2 separate regions of the Oryctolagus cuniculus genome follow, and region 1 is linked to region 2. Evidence: chromatin contacts called from public Hi-C data. All regions are on one chromosome and are shown on one strand. The core of a region is the stretch at or near the end of the contact, and the rest is flanking DNA. Distances in the headings are between cores, read along the strand shown. Region 1 overlaps LOC103352176 (a long non-coding RNA gene). Region 2 overlaps KLF6 (KLF transcription factor 6).

Evidence for each region. A called contact is a pair of places that touch in the nucleus more often than the background predicts.
Region 1: a Hi-C map of an unstated tissue shows a contact between it and region 2, with 1.6 times the contacts expected there. The contact joins two enhancer-like sites. A contact is called at or near these places in 2 of 6 Hi-C or Micro-C datasets (ear pinna and an unstated tissue).

Annotation. Positions count from the first base shown.
Region 1 is chr13:92,993,991-92,996,782 of mOryCun1.1, reverse strand. LOC103352176 (a long non-coding RNA gene) reads left to right here. Exons shown (of 3, transcript XR_007914030.2): 3 at 1-2,014. Among named protein-coding and RNA genes, the nearest start is that of KLF6, 160 kb to the right of the region's middle. Within about 2 kb of position 1,407, at least 1 of the 8 cell types and tissues checked has an H3K27ac peak or open chromatin away from gene starts, as enhancers often do. A contact at or near this core is called in ear pinna, where this site is marked.
Region 2 is chr13:92,845,310-92,848,009 of mOryCun1.1, reverse strand. It overlaps KLF6 (KLF transcription factor 6), which reads right to left. Exons shown (of 4, transcript XM_002720810.5): 4 at 2,644-2,700. Among named protein-coding and RNA genes, the nearest start is that of KLF6, 10 kb to the right of the region's middle. Within about 2 kb of position 1,264, at least 4 of the 8 cell types and tissues checked have an H3K27ac peak or open chromatin away from gene starts, as enhancers often do. A contact at or near this core is called in ear pinna, where this site is marked.

The DNA of each region.
Region 1 (2,792 bases), core at 158-2,657, 150 kb before region 2:
GGTGATGTGCCACCTCCTTGTGACCAAAACCTGGGGCTGTGGCCCTGACTCATCACACAGGCTTCCAGCCACCCGAGGGGCTGAGTTGAGAGGAAGGCTTGACCATATGAGGGGCTCTTTTAGGTGACCCACAGCATTTGTCTTCTAGAGCTGCCACAATAAGGCACACAGACTCTTGGCTTACAGAACAAGAGCTTATTTTCCTATGATTCTGGAGGCTGGAAGTTTGAGATCAAGCTGTCTGTGAAGTTGGTTCCTCCCAGTACCTCTCTCTTTGAGTTGTAGGTAGCCTTCCCATGTCATTCCTCTCACCCTCCAGCAGGTGTGAATGTTTCTGAGCATACCAGTTTTATTGCATTAGGGCTAACCAATGACTTCATCGCCTCTCGAAAGATCCTATCACATTGTGAGGTGCTGGGCGTTAGGACTTCAACATAAAAATTCAGACAAGGTCACAATTCAGCCCACAGAAGCCCAGCTGAGGTCCCAGGCAACAGCCAGCATCAGCCATCAGCTCTTGAACAGAGACTGGAGGCGCCCCCACATGACACCAGCACTGACCACAGTCCTGGACACTGAGGAGCAGAGAGATGTTGCTGTCACTTTGTGCCTTTTCAAGCTCCTGACCCACAGAATCTATGAGCAGAATACCATTCAACACCTCTGAATTCTAAAGACTGGTGTGTGGCTTGTTACTCAACAAATAGTAACTGAAATATACTTTGGGTGGGGAGTCCCAGATTATTTCACCCAATCTTTACATCCATCTAGTGCACGTTTCATGGATGAGGAAACCGAGACATGTACAATCATGTAAATTGCCCAAAGATGCAGTTGCTAAGCAGTGACACAGATCTGAACCCAGTCTCTGTCTGACAACCAACTCTGTCCTCCGTGGAGTCCGTCTGGGACAACAGACAGAGATCAGGTGCTGACAACTGCTCTAATCTGCCCCGGGGAAAGCTATGTCTTTTCCTAGATTTGCTGTCAGCAGTTCCCTGCCCTGCCTGCCTGGTAAACTCAGAGGAAGCTATGTCCCAGAGCTACTCAGAGCAAACACAAAATGACTCACTTCAGCAACCGTCCATTTGCGCCCGGGGGGCATCCAGGGGGGTAAACCTTCAGACAGTTGTATATCTGGAGCAGCTGAGGGGCCATTTGGAGGCACACATGCAGATGGGACTGTGGCGTCCACTCTGCAAGACCCTCACAACCTTGGAGATACACCCTGACCTCTGGGCTGTTTACAAGGCTTGGTGTTCAAAGGGAGCAGCTAATGTTCCTCTGGCCATTTGTTCCAAGCGCTGGTGTCTTTCTCTCTTTTGCTTTTTAAGATTCACTTATTTATTTGAAAGGCAGAATAAATGGCTAGAGAGGGGGAGAGAGGGGGAGATACAGAGACAGAGCAAGATTTTCTATTTGCTGATTCATTCCCTGAATGCCCACCACACACAGGGCTGTGCTAGGAGGCAGGAATTCCACCCTGGTCTCCTACATGGACGGAAGGAGCCCAAGCACTTTGAGCATCACCCACGGACTTCGCAGGTGCACTATCAAGACTGTGGGTCAGTAGCAGAGAAGCTGGAACTTGAATCAGCACTCCCGTACAGGACACTGCATGCCAAGGAGTGCTTCAACCCACTGTAACACAATGCTGGCCCCAAGGACCGGTTTCTATCCAAGAAAACAGCAAGCAGCAAGGCAAAAATTAAAACCCAGCTCAGGGTTATTTTTAACTGTGCTTGCCTGCTGCCTTTTATTTTTTTTCCAAGAAATAGATCAAGCATTCTTCCCCTTTCCCCTCTCCCTCTCAAAAACATCTGGAGTCTACACTATTCTGTCAACTATTTCTATTCTGATATTCCCTCTTGGGGGAAAAATCTTATTTTTCACCAACTGCTGTGGCAAAACTGTCCAGAAGTGCAAGTGCAAAGCATGTGATACCTTCCTTTCTATTTCCCTTCCCAACTGGAACAACTACAATGGGACAGCTGCTGTGGATCTTCAGTGCTTCCTAGAGGTATTTCTTTTTTTTTTTTTTTTTTTTTTTTTTTTTTTTTTTTGACAGGCAGAGTGGACAGTGAGAGAGAGAGACAGAGAGAAAGGTCTTCCTATTTGCCATTGGTTCAACCTCCAATGGCCACCGCGGCTGGTGCACCACATTGATCCGATGGCAGGAGCCAGGTGCTTCTCCTGGTCTCCCATGGGGTGCAGGGCCCAAGCACTTGGGCCATCCTCCACTGCACTCCCTGGCCACAGCAGAGAGCTGGCCTGGAAGAGGGGCAACCGGGACAGAATCCGGCGCCCCGACCGGGACTAGAACCCGGTGTGCTGGCGCCGCAAGGCAGAGGATTAGCCTAGTGTGCCGCGGCACCGGCTGAGGTATTTCTTCTGCCTCACCCACTGGAGGTACAGGGGCTGGCTCTGCAGGGTCTCCCAGAACTCCCTGCTTCCCAGGGCTTCCTATTAAACCTGTGTTCCACAGGAGAAATCCAACTGCATTCTACAATTCTGGTTATCAGAGCATCAAATCCAAGTTTGACCTACATGACAAGGCAAATCGGTCAGGAACACACCCCGGACTACGACAAATTGATTTTTCTGGCTTTACTGATGTCAAGGGAGATATATCGCAATGATTAATAATTTATCAGACAGATAAAAGCTTTTGTTGTTGTCTTTGTTAGTCAAGAGAGTCCAAGGTTTTATTGTCCCAGATTTGAGTACTAATTGGGGAGGTGTTCACCCTTAGGACTTCGACAAAAAGCAACAATAGAAGATCCATGGAAGTC
Region 2 (2,700 bases), core at 15-2,514:
TACTTAGAGTGAAACAGAAAGACCTTGCTATAAAATAAATCTAGTTAAATACACTTTGTTGTATTGCCTCATTTGCGTGATGCATGGACCTAATTTTCCTCTCTTTGTATCTTAACTATGTACATTAGGTGATTCCTGCCAATTAATGCAGTATGTCACATCCCCAATTGCTTTCTGTGTATTCTTAAACATTAAAAATAAATACGTGCCATCTGTCTCATATCTTGAAAGCAATTCAAAATGGTTACTTTTGTTTTCTCAGTATTACAGCACAGTTTATGGCTTTAGTGCTTCTGAATTGTGAGAAAGCTCAGTCTCCATCTCATAAATGAAACATCATTGTAGGATGAGTCCTACAGATTGAACAGAAGATACTCATGAGAGGTTGGGCAAGACAAAAAACAGGGTAGGACGCTGATTGGAAAATGTGATCTTTGGCATCCAAGAGGCTTGTACCAGACACTGATCCTGCTGCTTCCTAGCTGAGTGAAGGGAAAATGATATAGCCACTGAAAGCCTCAGCTTTCCTCATCCACAAAATGGGTTTTATAGTTGCTGTATACCGTATTACTACAAGCAATATGTACATAAGACATATCGCCTCCCAAATCCTGATTAAGGCATTTAGTAGATATCGACATCTTCATTGTAATCATCAAACTTTGTGCAGGGAACAATTCAGTTTGGAAAGGAGAATTATTAAAAAATAACTTAAGGGGGCATAATACTAAAACATAAGAAGGGAATTATGTATAAGAGCTGTTCTCTCTCTACAGCAATTAAAATATAAGAGCGAGAAGCTTCTCTTGAACTGTCTCCATTGTTCTTTGAGCAGAGAGGGGCTAGCCACTTCGACATGGAAAGAGGTTGGTGAATTGTGGAAACGCAGAAAACCTTGGATCCACTTACAGCTACAAGAGTACCTTTCAAAGAAGTTGTGTTATGTTTGCTGTCTTTACTTTCCAAATGGTGTGTCATAAAGCACCAAATGCCCGCATAACTTAACTGTGAAGGGAGAAGGTCAACCTGAGGATATTTTTTCCATTTTTTAGAACAATTTTCTTCAATGATACTTTCTCCTGTAGCACACGAGAAAGCTTTCTAGATCTAAACCAAGCACCCTGAAGATAGTGAGTGTGTAATTTGAAGTCCACCCTGTACTCAGAGACCACAGAATTGTAGTGCTATAGAAAATGCTAGACATGTGTGACCTAGCCCAAACTATTTTAGCAAGAAGCCAACTGAGGCCCATGTGGCTCAGCGTGCTGTCCGAAAGCACACAGCTCATTAGAGCTAGAACATTTCCTTTCTTTTAGTTAGTTTTCAAAAAATTTGTTAGGCGGACTGAAATATTTTAGACTTCTATAAATAATCTAGTTTTGCAGCTCATTCCCTGTGCGACAGTTCTGTTAACGGCCTTATTTGAACATAACTTAGCTGTTCGGCATAGCCTTTGCATGACAAAGTGGTCAAGTCTTTATAGTAGCTGAGAATGCATTATCAGGACTTTATTTAGACTGTACAGTTAGGGCAATCCAACTATTAGTCATCTTGACATGTGCTTCGGAACACACACACCCATGAATCCTGGCAAAAATGTCATCTGCTCCCTGCACCGTGCCCCACCACAACTCCTTCCAAACTGGTGGTGTTGTTACCATAGTTAACGAAAGAAAACGACCTAAAACTCCTAATGTGGGCATGCCTTTAAACCGTCTCTTCCCAATTACAGAACTCCACGTTTGCCCAAATGAAGATCTAGTAGGATGGGGAGCATTGCGCGCTGAAGCCACCTTAAACAGAGGGCACCCTTACCGTCAAGATATGAACGGAGCTCATTCCCACAGAAACACGCATTGATTTTACCCTGTCACTACTGAGCGGGCTAATAGAGTCTGAAAATGGACTGCAAGATGCATCAATCCAAGCTGATGCACGCAGTAATGTAAGACTGAGACTGACATCAAAAGCTACCCACTAGAACAGTCTTAAAAGACACAAAGCTGTGTATTTCATGTTCAAATGGTAGACTTAAGGCATCCCATTGGCCTTTAGAAGATGTAAAAATCCTCTGGTGCTATGATCTTTTACTTTCTGTGTTAATAGCACAGGCTGGGTGATAACGAAGAACAGGTTGAGGAAGGGCATGGGAAAGGCTTTCCTGCCTGCGATCACACTCACTCCTCCCAGACACTCCTCAGCCAGGTGTGTGGCCGAGCCAGGTGAGGGAAGGCACGTCCGGCTCTCACTGCTTAGCCAGAGCAGGGCTGCGGCTAAGTGGGAAGTGAAAGGGAGTCACTGGGGTTTGTCATTGTGCGGATGCCTCTGTAATACATTCCCCTGGCTGGAGTGACAGGAAGATAAAACGCAGCAAGTGTTTTCCTCCTGTGCCCCAAAGCTGCGTTGTGGTTTTGTCAATCTCTGGAGAACACTGGAGGCAGTTCAGAGAGAGTGTGTCAGGCTCCTCACTGCAGGTCCCAGGACGGGCTCTGGTGAGCAGAGAGGAAGGGACTGAAATAGGCAAATGGCCCTTAGGGTTGCACAATGGAAATCTCCAGGAGGAAGCCAAGATGATTAATGCCACAGGAATTTGTTTCAACATCCTCCCTCCCACCTCCCCCAGAAAAACAACCAGACTCAAGATGCTGATAAGAATTCTTTTATGTTATTCCAATAAAAAATACATTCATACAGAAATAT